Linked DNA regions of Sus scrofa: region 1 is linked to region 2. Evidence: chromatin contacts called from public Hi-C data. All regions are on one chromosome and are shown on one strand. Each heading gives the region's core, a stretch centred on a gene start, on an enhancer-like site or on the middle of the called end of the contact. The rest is flanking DNA. Distances are from core to core; before and after follow the strand shown.

What was found. A called contact is a pair of places that touch in the nucleus more often than the background predicts.
Region 1: a Hi-C map of liver shows a contact between it and region 2, with 2.1 times the contacts expected there. The contact joins the promoter of EXT2 here to the enhancer-like site in region 2. A contact is called at or near these places in 1 of 5 promoter capture datasets (liver), 6 of 47 Hi-C or Micro-C datasets (embryonic fibroblasts, fetal skeletal muscle, liver and 2 more) and 1 of 2 datasets of contacts at active chromatin or transcription factors (skeletal muscle).

Annotation. Positions count from the first base shown.
Region 1 is chr2:18,234,120-18,241,205 of Sscrofa11.1, forward strand. It overlaps EXT2 (exostosin-2), which reads right to left and starts at 5,110. Exons shown (of 18, transcript XM_021083158.1): 1 at 4,953-5,110; 2 at 849-963. The coding sequence starts at 854. ACCS (1-aminocyclopropane-1-carboxylate synthase-like protein 1) reads right to left here. Exons shown (of 15, transcript XM_021083160.1): 15 at 5,128-5,205. The coding sequence ends at 5,165.
Region 2 is chr2:17,897,522-17,904,500 of Sscrofa11.1, forward strand. No RefSeq gene overlaps it. Among named protein-coding and RNA genes, the nearest start is that of CD82, 98 kb to the left of the region's middle. Within about 2 kb of position 2,785, at least 2 of the 83 cell types and tissues checked have an H3K27ac peak or open chromatin away from gene starts, as enhancers often do. A contact at or near this core is called in liver, where this site is marked.

The DNA of each region.
Region 1 (7,086 bases), core at 3,860-6,359, 340 kb after region 2:
CTGGAAATTAATTAAAAACACATAGGATCAATGAGCTAAAACTTTTGTTAAAGAAGACTAAAGAAATCGACATTTGATATAATTCTGGTAAAGTTAACCAAGATAAAGCAGGGGAAGCACAAATAAATACCCAGAATGAAAAGGAGATCGTAACGCTAAAAAGTGCATTATTTAAAAGATATCCATGGAGTTCCCATTGTGGTGCAGTGGAGACGAATCTGACTAGGAACCATGAGGTTGCAGGTTTGATCCCTGGCTTCACTCAGTGGGTTAAGGATCTGGCATTGCCGTGAGCTGTGGTGCAGGTCACAGATGTGGCTCGGATTTGATGTTGCTGTGGCTGTGGCTTAGGCCGGCAGTTACTGCTCTGATTTGACCCCTAGCCTGGGAACCTCCATATGCTGCGAGTATGGCCCCAAAAATCCAAAAAAAAAAAGATATCCATAAACTTATGCCAAAATATTTGAAAACTTAAATGAAATGCACAAATTCTTTAAAAATATTCCTTATCAGAAGTCTCAAGGAAAAATAATAACAAACCTGGATAGTTCTATAACATTAAAGAAACTGAGTCAAAATTTAAAAATCTTCCTATCAAGAAAACTCCACATCCAAAAGATACCTGAAATATACATAATCAAGACTAGCAACCAGAATAAAGAACTCCTACAAAGTAATGAGAAACAGACAAAAAATCCAAAACAAACAAAATTAGAAAACTAGACAAAAAACTTAAACAGGAATATCACAGAAGAGTAAACAAAAACGGCACATAAACACCTGAAAAGATGTTTAGTCTAATTAATGGACAGGGAAAGTAAAACCACAACGAGGTATCGTCTACCCACCAGCATGGAAAAATGTACGCTTCAAACACCAAGTGCTGGAGGGGACCAGGAGCCACGGGAACTCCGAGGGCAGGAGCATGACCTGCTCCACAGTCTCGAGTGGGCAGCAGGAGGGCTGGAAAGAAGAGAGGCTGACACCCACTATGTTACAGTCCCAGGCATCCCATTTTGCTTCCTACCTGTCACAGTTGGGTTCCCCCCATAAGTGCCCCCACAAACGAATCAGAGACAAGGGTGGGGGTGCAGGGAGCTGTGAGTCGGCTCACATCTGAAAACTAGGTGAGAGGGATTTTGCTACTGAAGCAGCCAACGTCCCTTCTACTTGCCAGCTCTTGATTTTTTTTTTTTTTTCCTGGTTGCACAGGTGAAGCAATACCCTAGTTGGCTGCCCACCTATATTATCTACAGGAAGGCCAGGTTCTATTAGCATCACAGTAGGTTCAGACACACGGACTATTTGGATATCATGTCTATCGCGTCTACCCTGGCTCTGCTATATCATCCTCACTGCTACCGGGAAACCCAGTTCCATGGTCACAACTCATAGAGTCAACCCTGGCCTACAGAGGAGAACCAACAAGCCCCTCAAAGATGCTGGTCCCCTCCCTGGGTTCCATACACCAGAGGGCTCTCCCGGGAACAAGGGCAGGAGGTGTGTCTCTGGCCTCAAGTAACAAATCCATTTCAAATCCCACCTTCCTGAACTTTCTGATCCCTTCCTTAATATTCAGGCAACACCACTCTGGCACCTACCCCTCATCTACTCCGGACTAGGGTTTCTCAACCTCAGCACTACAGACATTTGGGGCCAGATGATTCTTTTTTTGTGGGGAGCTGCTCCGTACAATGTGGAAGGTGTCGTTAGCATCCCTGGCCTCTACTCAACAGAAGCCAGAAGCAACCTCTAGTTGTGACAATTAAAAATATATCCAGACAGTTGCCAAAAATCCACTGGGCAGGCAAAATCGCCCCCAGCTGAAAACCAATGGGGTGTCCCTGTCATGTCCAAGCTTCTAGGAGCCTGCCCAGCAGCATATCTGGACCGGCTTGTCCTTGCCAGGGCATTAAATCCTGAATCATGAGAATACCCCCAAGAGTCTCTCCCATTGGGCTTTGCGGTCCACCACTACCCAGTCTTGGTCTGACACTCTCAAGATTCAGTCCCACGTGATCCTCCAGTTCCTGCTGGCCCACCTGAGCCAGGTCCCGCGGTTATCCCTCCAGCAGTGGGGACTGCACCTCCCCACTGAGCCAATGCTGAGGGCTGGGGGTGAGGTGGGGGAGGTGATCCCTGGGAGGAGAAGCACCACCTTGCAAGGTATCCACTTCCAGGGAGGGCCCTGCACAGCTCCAGGCAAGAGAGCTTCTTCTCCACAAGGGACCAGGAGATACTTCTGCAGGTCCAGAGGATCTGAGCAAGTCGGGGAGTTCAGAATCCTCAGTGCCTCCACCCCACGTCTCAGGCGCCCAGTTCTTCCCTATCACAGCCCTGACGTGAGCAGAAGTGGCCATCCAGGCTGTGCATTCAGCTTCCTTTGCAGTTCTGCCACAGTTAGGATTAAATTCCGGGCTTGGCTTTCAACACAGTCTGCCTCCAGGTGCAGGAAATGCTGCCTCGGAGCCTTCTGTCTTTCACAGTCGGTCCTGAGTAGATATCTGGCTAATGTGAGCCTGATCACACCTCAGGGTCTCTCGGGGAGACAACAAGAGCCAACCAACTCCACCAGCCTTAGGGGGACCCTTCTGCACACTGCTCAAGCACTAGAGTGCCAGTGCTGGCCAGGGCATCTCACACCCCAACCCACCACCTGTCAGCATCTTACTATTCTAATACTGGGTCTAGAACACATTTCACATAAACCTAAGTGTTTGCTGAAGAAAGGAGTGTCTCTAGCCTTCCTGGTTCCATCAGGGCACATACTGTTCAAGGACCAAGTTTTGAGGAATTATACAGTGATGAACTCTGATTAATTTCTTTCTTGAATTCATTTCCAAAGGAAGAAAAAATGGCTAGGTAATTCCACAGATGGAATTTTCTGTACCTGCCCCCCCCCCCATGACCACCCTTCTCTCCTCTAACACTGAGCTTCCCTGACGAGGACAAACCAAAAGGATCTTCTACTAGTGAATGTTTGTTCCATATAATACACCAACCTGGGTTAAAATAAGAATTTCACAACAGAACCCTACAAACTTTAGCCTCCTTGAGGCACATCAAAACTATCCCTACAATGGGATCACCTGGCCAGATGGCAAGCACTGAATCACTGGAAAAATCTTTCAGTGCCACTCTACTGTCAGAATGATTCGCATTTTCTGTTCCTGGAATTATTTATTCCTAAACTTGGCCTGAGTAACCTTTCCTCGGTGCTTTAGGCTACGTCCAATCCATTTAGTTTTCTTTTCTTTCTCGCTCTCTTTTTTTGGCTTTTTAGGGCTGCACCTGCAGCACAGGGAAGTTCTCTGGCCAGGGGTTGAAACGGAGCTGTAGTCACAGGCCTGTACCACAGCCACAGCACCAGATCCGAGCTGCTTCTGCGACCTATACCACAGGTCTCATAGCAACAACACATCCTCACTGAGTGAGGCCAGGGATTGAACCTTCATTCTCATGGTTACTAGTCAGATTCACTTCACCTGAGCCATGCCGGGAACTCCCAATCCACTTAGTTTTCAATCACAATCTCCTGTCTTAACCTTTTCAGAGAAACCCTCACAGCTGAACTCCTGGGGCTGCTGTTACACTGGAACTTAACCCAACTGTTTCTGAAAAGAAAGGAATCAGATACTGGCAAAAGCAGGAAAATCTGTGATTCATTGCCTTACCTGATAAGGGTCTCTATAATTAAAGTTACATTATAGCTAACCACGCCTAAAAATGGTTTATATAAAAAATAAAGACATGTGCCCCCTTACAAGAATTGTACTATAATGAACACAATGCTTGTAATTAAAGGACTGATAACTACACATGACTTTGGCCCTGCTACACGCCAAGGTCTGTTTTAAGTACTTTGAGTTAACTTATTTCATCTTCCTAACAGTGCCATGTGACAAGCTATTATTATTCTCATTTTACAGATGGGGAAAGTGTAACAAGGACGGCTAAGTAACTTGCCCACTGTCACACAACTAGAAAATGCCAAGGCATATAGAGAATGGCAGCCTAGCTCTGGAGCCGGAGCTCTGTCTAAACCGCCAGGTGAAGCTGCCTCCCCTGCTACCCTTAAAAGCCGGAATTAGATACACCTTTCGCATTGCTCAATGAGCCAGCTGACTTGAGAGAGGCAAAATCTACCCATTCACATGGCCATATGCAACCCCATGGCTCAAGTCAGCAGAAGCCAGGAAGGACAGAAACTGAGTCATATATTTTATCACCATATCTAGCCTTTGAGCTCTGAAGTTTACAAACAAAGTCCAGTTTATCTCCTTAGGGCACTCCATTGACAAAGAAGAACTGAAATTGACACATGTCTATTTCAAGCTATCTTCAGACAAATAAGAACACTTCTAAATTAGCACTTCCCAGTAAGTAACACCAAGGAATTTTAACTTCAAAATTGTATAGATATACCTGTTTCTGCAGCCAGTAGTAAAACTCCAAATGCTTCTGACTTTCAACTACATGCCCAGGGCCGGGACACCACTGGCCACCTTTGACACGGGAGCGCCAGGTCCTGCACAGGACGCCACTGGCCACCACAGGGCCCAAAGCTCAAGAATCCCCGTGGGAGGAAGCAGATCCCTGCAGCTCGCAGGAAAGAGCAGGCAGCGGAGAGGGGTCATGGCAGAGGGTGGGCCCTTCGGAAAGGACGCCACAGGATTCTGGGAGAAAGGAAAGGTGTGAGCAAGGGAGGCAGGTGGGAAACCAAAGTGCAGGGCGGGCCAGGTGGTGAAGGAGAGGGCGGGGCAGAAGTCAAAGCGCCCCCAAAGCGGGAAAGCACCGTGAGTGGCTCCGGTGGGGGTGAGGGTCTCCTCCAGTAGCCCTCCGACCTCCCCGCCGTCCGCGCTCCCCCGGTGATAGGGGCCCGACTCCGCCGCGGCCGGGAGAGGCCCAAGCCAGCACCCAAGGCCCACCAGGCCCTTCCAGGCCGCACTTACCTCGGCCACGGCTGCCTCCTGTTGGTCACCAGCTCATGCCGCTGGGCGTGGGCCACAGCCGCCAAGGAGGGATCGTGCGGAGCTGCGGGTCGCCACCAGCGGTGTCGGCTCTGCTACAGCCAGCGGAGAGCCGAGAGCCGGCAACTGGGCTCGGCGGTCTGACACCGAGGGCACTGCGCATGCGGAAGCCGCCGGGGCCGGGCCCACGCCCTCTACTGGACGGGAGGAGTCAAGGCACCGCTGAGCGTTTCTCCTAGGCGGGCGGGAGAAGCTTAGGTTCCACAGTGAAATTCGAAGACCTGCAGCATCCCTCATAATAAAGAAACTGCAAACCTAAACACCAAGGCATTATGCGTCACTTATAAAATAGTTATAAAACTGACAAAAATTTAAAAGTTTTATTGTAATCACTATTGATGAGCATGCGACATTCTTGAAGGGCAAGTCAGCCTTATCCATCAAATGTAAAATGCTGATAATTTTCCCCAATAACCCCTCTGTATGGAGTCTCCCCTATGGATATTCTCAACAACTATTATCAAAAATATTTATTACAGCGTTGTTTCTAAGAATAGCATAAACCCAGCAACAACCAAAATAAACTATTGAAATTTTTATATTAATCAAAATAAATTATGATTAGAATAATAATGAGAGAAAGAATGTATATTGTTGGTATGGAAAGATCTCAAAGACATGTTAATATGAAAACAGTTTAAAATAGACAAGTATGCTCCCTTTTATGTAATTATATATATATGTGCAAAAACAGAAGAGAGAAAATATATAGGTAGATGCTTAACTTCAGGCATATATATCATTTTTTTCTGGAAGGAATCCAAGAAGCAATAAACAGTTTTAGAGGGATTAATTGTGGAGGTAGATATGGGGAAGAAAAACTTTCACTTTCATTTTATTTCTTTCTTCATTTCATAGTACATGATCTAGTCTTCTACTACACAGCAAAATCCCTATCATAAGACAGTGACTGGAGTCTAAAAAATTCAGTCAAATGCAGGGTAATGTTACGGAGAAGTTAATGAAATGATGCCACTGAATCTATGCAGTCTACAGATATTGGCTGCAGAATCCAAATCCATCTGGTCCCAGCTGTATCTTAGCACCATCTGGTGGAAGTTATCACTTAGAGCTTAAATATTCATGGGGATGATTCTGAGTCTAGAGACCCACTGGGGCTCCCAGAAGCAACAGAGATTCCAGGAATATTCTTGTGAGTTAATGCCTGCTTGTCACAGATCCAGGGAGATTAGGACGAGAATATTCTGAAGGCAGGAAACCCACATTCTGACTCCCCACATCAAGAGAACACTTGCTCTGCTCTCCAAATCTATATCTCCCCCCAAAAAACATTGAGAAATTTAGCATTCGTATACCACATGTGAGAAATGGATAAGTGGAGAGTATTTTCACTTTCTTCTTTGTCTTTCTCTGTATTAAAAGTATACATGTTTTGGAGTTCCCGTCGTGGCTCAGTGGTTAACGAATCTGACTGGGAACTATAAAGTTTCGGGTTCGATCCCTGACCTTGCTCAGTGGGTTAAGGATCCAGCGTTGCCGTGAGCTGTGGCATAGGTCGCAAGACTCGGTTTGGATCCCAAGTGGCTGTGGCTGTGGCATAGGCTGGCAGCAACAGCTCCGATTTGACCCCTAGCCCGGGAACCTCCACATGCTGCAGGTGCGGCCCTAAAAAGAAAAAAAAAAAAAAAAAAAAGACCTGTGTTAGGCACAGCCTTTGAAGAATCTGCTCACCTTATGCTCTTTCTATACAAATAAAAGCAAAGAAAATATGCAAGAGCAGGAAATGAAGCTGAAGTGGGAAAACTGAGTGTTGAAGCTACAAGTTGGGTATACAAGATGAGAGAATGTGGAGAACATGTAAAGCTAAGGCTTTGAGATAGGAGACTGGAAAAATTGGCTCAACATCAGTGACAACAAACAAAAAATTGGTCTGTCTTGTCCAAAGAGTGGAAAAGAAGAGTCTCTGCTGAGCATCGTTACCAGCGAGCTTTACAGCCGCGTGGGATGTAAATGAACACACCAGCGCGACCCAGGAAGCACCCCACCTGAAAAGCAACGTGAAGCATTGCCAACCCAGGTCTGTATCACCTGCCAA
Region 2 (6,979 bases), core at 1,535-4,034:
AACCAGGGACAGTTTTTCCCGGAGTCGTTACACCCACCACTCACGGCACATGAGATAGTTCAGTGTTAGTGATATTCACTCCCCTAGTGAGAAAGTTGGGTTCTTTTCAGGATCTCTTTCTAACCTTCTGATTCATCAAAGAGAAAGTGTTCGTATGGGGTTAGAACGTCTGACCCCAACACATACCGGTTCCTCTTTAAAAGGGGAGAGACCCAGCCTCAGGCTAGGAGAAAGTATCCACATGTGCTTAGGGTTTCATTTGTCTTACTTTTTATTTTTAAATAAATATAGATTGATGGGAAGTTGCAAAGATGGTTGAGAAAGATCTCCCGTACCCTTTACCCAGGTCCCCCCAGTGATGACATCCAGCGGGACAAAAGCACAGCATCAAAACCAGGAAATCAACATTGCTACAATGTGTATGTATAGTTTCATGTCATTCGATCAGGCCAGGAGCCTTGTAATTACCACAGTGCTCCAGATCGGCTTAGGTTTTGATCACCTTGTTTGGTTTTCTTTGTGTTAATTCTTTTTTTTTTTTTTCCCCACTGTACAGCAAGGGGATCAAGTTATCCTTACATGTATACATTACAATTACATTTTTCCCCCACCCTTTCTTCTGTTGCAACATGAGTATCTAGACAAAGTTCTCAATGCTATTCAGCAGGATCTCCTTGTATATCTATTCTAAGTTGTGTCTGATAAGTCCAAGCTCCTGATGCCTCCCACTCCCTCCCCCTCCCATCAGGCAGCCACAAGTCTCTTCTCCAAGTCCATGATTTTCTTTTCTGAGGAGATGTTCATTTGTGCTGGATATTAGATTCCAGTTATAAGTGATATCATATGATATTTGTCTTTGTCTTTCTGGCTCATTTCACTCAGGATGAGATTCTCTAGTTCCATCCATGTTGCTGCAAATGGCATGATGTCATTCTTTTTTATGGCTGAGTAGTATTCCATTGTGTATATATACCACATCTTCCGAATCCAATCATCTGTCGATGGACATTTAGATTGTTTCCATGTCCTGGCTATTATGAATAGTGCTGCAATGAACATGCGGGTGCATGTGTCTCTTTTAAGTAGAGTTTTGTCCGGATAGATGCCCAAGAGTGGGATTGCAGGGTCATATGGAAGTTCTATGTATAGATTTCTAAGGTATCTCCAAACTGTTCTCCATAGTGGCTGTACCAGTTTACATTCCCACCAGCAGTGCAGGAGGGTTCCCTTTTCTCCACAGCCCCTCCAGCACTTGTTATTTGTGGATTTATGAATGATGGCCATTCTGCCTGGTGTGAGGTGGTATCTCATGGTAGTTTTGATTTGCATTTCTCTTATAATCAGCGATGTTGAGCATTTTTTCATGTGTTTGTGGCCATCTGTATATCTTCTTTGGAGAAATGTCTATTCAGGTCTTTTGCCCATTTTCCATTGATTGATTGGCTTTTTTGCTGTTGGGTTGTATAAGTTGTTTATATATTCTAGAGATTAAGCCCTTGTTGATTGCATCATTTGAAACTATTTTCTCCCATTCTGAAAGTTGTCTTTTTGTTTTCTTTTTGTTTCCTTTGCTGTGCAAACTTTTCAGTTTGATGAGGTCCCATGGGTTTTTTTTTGCTCTAATTTCTATTGCTTTGGGAGACTGACCTGAGAAAATATTCATGATGTTGATGTCAGAGAGTGTTTTGCCTATGTTTTCTTCTAGGAGTTTGATGGTGTCCTGTCGTATGTTTAAGTCTTTCAGCCATTTGGAGTTTATTTTTGTGCATGGTGTGAGGGTGTGTTCTAGTCTCATTGCTTTGCATGCAGCTGTCCAGGTTTCCCAGCAATGCTTGCTGAATAGACTTTCTTTTTCCCATTTTATGTTCTTGCCTCCCTTGTCAAAGATTAATTGACCATAGGTGTCAGGGTTTATTTCTGGATTCTCTCTTCTGTTCCATTGGTCTGTCTGTCTGTTTTGATACCAGTACCACACTGTTTTGATGACTGTGGCTTTGTAGTGTTCTTGAAGTCTGGGTGAGTTATGCCCCCTGCTTGGTTTTTGTTTCTCAGGATTGCTTTGGCAATTCTGGGTCTTTTGTGGTTCCATATAAATGTTTGGATTGTTTGTTCTAGTTCTGTGAAAAATGTCAGGGGTTGTGTTAATTCTTATTGCTCTATTCTCTTCATGCAGTTGAGTCTACACTTCCATTGACAATAGGATATAACACTTCCCTTTGAAATAAACTTTAAGTAAAAAAAGAAAACAGATACATGGATTTCAGGGAATGTGGAAGTAAATAACAATGCAGACGGTACGCAGGTAGGACACACATTTAGCAACCTGTTAAAACCTAAATCTAACCAAACAAAACCCAGTCTAGGACCCAACAAGCCATGTGGTCATTTAGGGGGCCTCAAGATTATGGTCAAGTCAGGGATCCACTTGAGGCCTTACAGACCCCGGTGCTTGCCCTCCTAAGCTCTGCGTAGACCGAGGGAGGCGCTGCCATGCTCCTCTGGCCTGGATCTGAGTGCATAGCTCACACCCCTGGAGAGAGTGGGTAGGCGGAAAGGAGGCAGGAAAGGCCTGAAGCCCTGGGCCTTGGGGTCCCCAGGGTTTAGTCTCAGCCCCTAATAGCTCAGATGCTAACTGATAACAAGGCCATCCTGGTTAATTATTTCTACCACGATTGAATCATCAAACAATGTCAGAGCCAAAAAGAGACCACAGACACGCCTCTCACTTAAGGGAGGATGACACAGTGGCCAGAGACGGGACAGAAAGGTCAGGCTCCACCCCGTGCAGGCAAAGGGCAGCCCCACCCACCTGTCTAAGATCAGGGCCAGATTTTGACAAATGTTTGTTGAGTGAGTAAATGAATAATCTAGGTATCTGACATATTTCGCGCTTCCTGCCCTTATTCTTTGCCTCTTCCTAAGGAGCGGATGCAAAGCGTCAGCTGCATCAAGGGCTCTTACTAAGTGCATGTTCCTTGGGCCCCTGAACCAGAAGGTTTGGAGAGGCACCCGGGAGTTGGAAGTTTAGACACTGCTTCCCCTCTTCCTGGCCCCCTCGAGCTCCTGGGTGGACCCAAGGGTGATGCCAATGCAGCTGTCCAGGGAGGGTGTTTTTAATCTGCTCCTTGCCTCTGTAGCTTCCTCTCCCGCTCGGGCCATACAGCGCCCCCTGGCTGAGAGTCGAGGCATTGTTCGGAAACCTGTTGGCCCTGCTCCTCTGTTGGGATGATTGATCCTGAGAAGAGGGGGGTACGTGGCAGGCCCTCATCCCCAGGGCCCATCACGCTTAGCCTGGGAGAGCAGATGAATGTCCATTACCACAGCAGGCCCCATAAAAAGGATTATGGGGTGTTGCTGAATTTACAAGCCTGTTCCTGTAAATCTGCCAGACGTGGGGTGGTCACAGCCACTAGCAAGAAGGACAAAGTTATTAACCCTCTTCCCAGTGCCACACACCCAGTCACTCTCGTGGGAACCGTGGTGGCCTGGTTGCAGGAGCCCTAGACAGTGAATCAGAAGAGCCTGATCCAATGGAGAGACGATAGCTCACAGCTGAGCCTCCACCGGCCCAGCCAGTGGGCCTCTCTGGGCCTCTACTTTCCCATCTGTAAAGTGGGCCTTTCACTCATCTCCCAAAGGTGGCTGCGAAGATGACTTGAGCTTAGCCTTTGACGTTGCAAACTGTGGTGAGGGTGTCTCTCCTCGGCAAAGTTGGGGAAAGAGAGGTGTGCTCATGGCCCGTGGTCCCAGCACTGCTCCAGCCCCTGTGGGTAAAGGGTGTGACCTCACTGGCAGAGAGCAGGGTGACAGGGAGGAGAGGACCCAGGCCCAGCCCCCAAGGACCCCCTGGCCTCCTTGGCATATGGGCCAGATGACTGCCTGGTCACCCTCACCCATTTGCAAGCCTGGTTTCTGTCTGATGAGATGTCCCGGGCCAGTGTGAGCTGCTGGCCCTGCTCCACAGGCCAGGCTGGGGCCCCAGGATGCCCTTGCCTGATGCTCATCTTCTGCCCTCTTTCTCCTGTTAGCCCCTAAACCTGGATTATCTGTGTCCGGCCCTTTCGAAGTGATCAGACACAGAGCGAGCCCAGAGCGCGCAGAGAACCTGGGAAGTGTGAGGCCCGGGGCAGGGGGAGCGTGGGTTCGTGTGAGCTCTTACCCCATCTGTACCAGGCAGCCCCAGAGCAGAGGGAAGGGGGACCACCACGCCTTTAGAACTTCATTAGCAGTTCCAATGAATGCGTCCAGATGAGGGTTTGAATCTTGTTGGCAAAGAAACAGAGAAACAGTCTGCTGGTGGTGCCAGCACGGGGAGGGTGATAGGAGCCAGAGCCTCAGGACAGGGGCGCAGCCAGGCCACGGTCCCTCAAACTAATGATGACAATCAAAAGGGATGGACTGGCATCCTGCCATCACTGTGCTGAGTCAGCACTCGGCTTTGCCTCTCATCACCCTCACAGCCCATATGAGGCGCTCCCTTTTTCCTGATGAGGAAACTGAGGCTCAGATGGACAAACTGACCTGCCCCAGGGGCTATGGCTGGGAAGTGGGGGAGCACGAGTCAAACCTGGCACTGACCGAGGTGTCCGAGGAAATGCTCTCACTTCCCAGTGGGGAAGCGGATCCCGAGCGGAGAGCAGGCAGGGGGAGAAGGACCCAAGGGCTTTCCTTGCTTTTTTGCCCACATTCCAATTTCTGGTCCTGCTACGTGTGGCCCCTCTGTCCATCCCCACAGCTTCTCCCTGACCCCAACCCAGGACTCTGCCACCTACCAAGATTTCCATGAACACAACCGGGTAAGATCAGTAGTATGCAAACAAAAAAAGGGGGGACTATATTTTTAGGAACTATACCTAAAATCATCACTTTCAGTGATAAACGCTGGCTTAAAACAGAGTCTTTGTGGGCCCTTGGGCAAGTGACTTCCTCACACTCTGAGTGAGGAAGTTGGGGTGTGCCCCTGCAAAAATGGGGATAAGAGTGGCTTCGACTGCATGGAGTGCCATGATGGTAGCCCAATGCCTGGCACTTACACACTCAGGAAAAGTGAGTTGTTATTTTAGCCGTAATGAGGCAAGGTACGCTGTGGGCAGACTGGGGTACCGAAGAATCCATGGAGCTCACCCTCAAGAGGTTTCCCACGGTGAGAAAACTGTGGACTTATGCTTCCGTGGGAATGACCGGGGCTGGGTGATCAGAATAGTGGAAGTCTCAGGTGGGGGCTTGCAGGAGGAGCCAGACCCTACAGAGGAGGCTGGAGTCAGGAGGGGACCCACCTTAGCCGGGGTCTGGAGGAGAAGCAGGCTGCCCAGGGGCAAGCGGTGTCAGGGCTGGAGCCCCTCTCTCACCTCCCATCTGGGTCCAGACCCCACTCAGGGCAGCCCCTTTGGTCCCCCAGAGGACTAGATGCTGCTCAGGGTTGTTCAGAAGCTGGAAAGGAGGATGTGATGGGCCCGGCCCAGGTCCCCTGTCCCTGGCGATATGCAGGAGCCACGCCAACTCTTACCAACCTGATTCAGCTCACGAGACCCACTGTTATATTTCCAGGGCTTTCACGAGCTGTTATTAAAAATGAAATGAGGAGTTCCCGTCGTGGCACAGTGGTTAACGAATCCGATTAGGAACCATGAGGTTGCGGGTTCGATCCCTGCCTTGCTCAGTGGGTTAAAGATCCGGCGTTGCTGTGAGCTGTGGTCTGGGTCGCAGACACGGCTCAGATCCCATGTTGCTGTGGCTGTGTTGTAGGCCGGTGGCTACAGCTCTGATTAGACCCCTAGCCTGGAACTTCCATATGCCGCAGGAGCGGCCCAAGAAATGGCAAAAAGACAAAAAAAAAAAAAAAAAAAAAAAGAAATGATAGAGACCTACAGTTAAAGAAATAAATTATATCAAAAATAGGGGTGGAGTTCCCGTCATGGCATAGCGGAAACGAATCTGACCAGGAACCACGAGGTTGCGGGTTCAATCCCTGGCCTCGCTCAGGGGGTTGAGGATCTGGCATGGCTGTGAGCTGGGGTGTAGGTCTCAGACATGGCTTGGATCTGATGCTGCGGTTGCTGTGGCTGTGGTGTAGCCTGGCCGCTGTAGCTCTGATTGGAGCCCTAGCCTGGGAACCTCCATATGCCGCAAGTGTGGCCCTAAAAAGCAAAAAAAAAAAAAAAAAAAAACAAAAAAAAAACCGAGTTCCCGTCGTGGTGCAGTGGTTAACGAATCCGACTAGGAACCATGAGGTTGCGGGTTCGGTCCCTGCCCTTGCTCAGTGGGTTAACGATCCGGCGTTGCCGTGAGCTGTGGTGTAGGTTGCAGACGCGGCTCGGATCCCGCGTTGCTGTGGCTCTGGCGTAGGCCGGTGGCTACAGCTCTGATTCAACCCCTAGCCTGGGAACCTCCATATGCCGTGGGATCGGCCCAAGAAATAGCAACAACAACAACAACAAAAGACAAAAAGACAAAAGACAAAAAAAAAAAAAAAAAAAAACAACCAGAGGTAATAAATAATCAAAGGTCGTTATTTCCCAAGCACTGCACTTTAGTGCCTTTATTATTACTATTATTATTGATGCTCGTTCGGTTGTTCATACCTCCGCTGTGTGCCTGGCGGACGCCTCTTCCTAGTCTGCCATCTGTGACATCATCCTGGGCGCTCAAAATTGGCCTCGGAGGGAGTTTGGACACCAGGGAAATCAGCAAACACCACGGATCGAGCTCTGCCCTTCCTCAACTGGTTGTTAGCTGCGTGCAACCACACCACTGCCCCCATGGGGTCTCAGGGGACCAGAGTCCACTCTTGACAACAAGGGAACACGAGGCTGCCCCTCTCTGGTGGGACTGACTTCCACCCCAGACGTCTAGGTTTTATCTTAGAGCAACAAAACGAAGAACAACCCTGGAGTCTCCCGAATCATGGGGCCCTATTGTTCCGCTCCAGCCAGTGGGTTCCACCCCGCATTGTCCAGAGCCCCTCCCAGCTCCGGGGGGA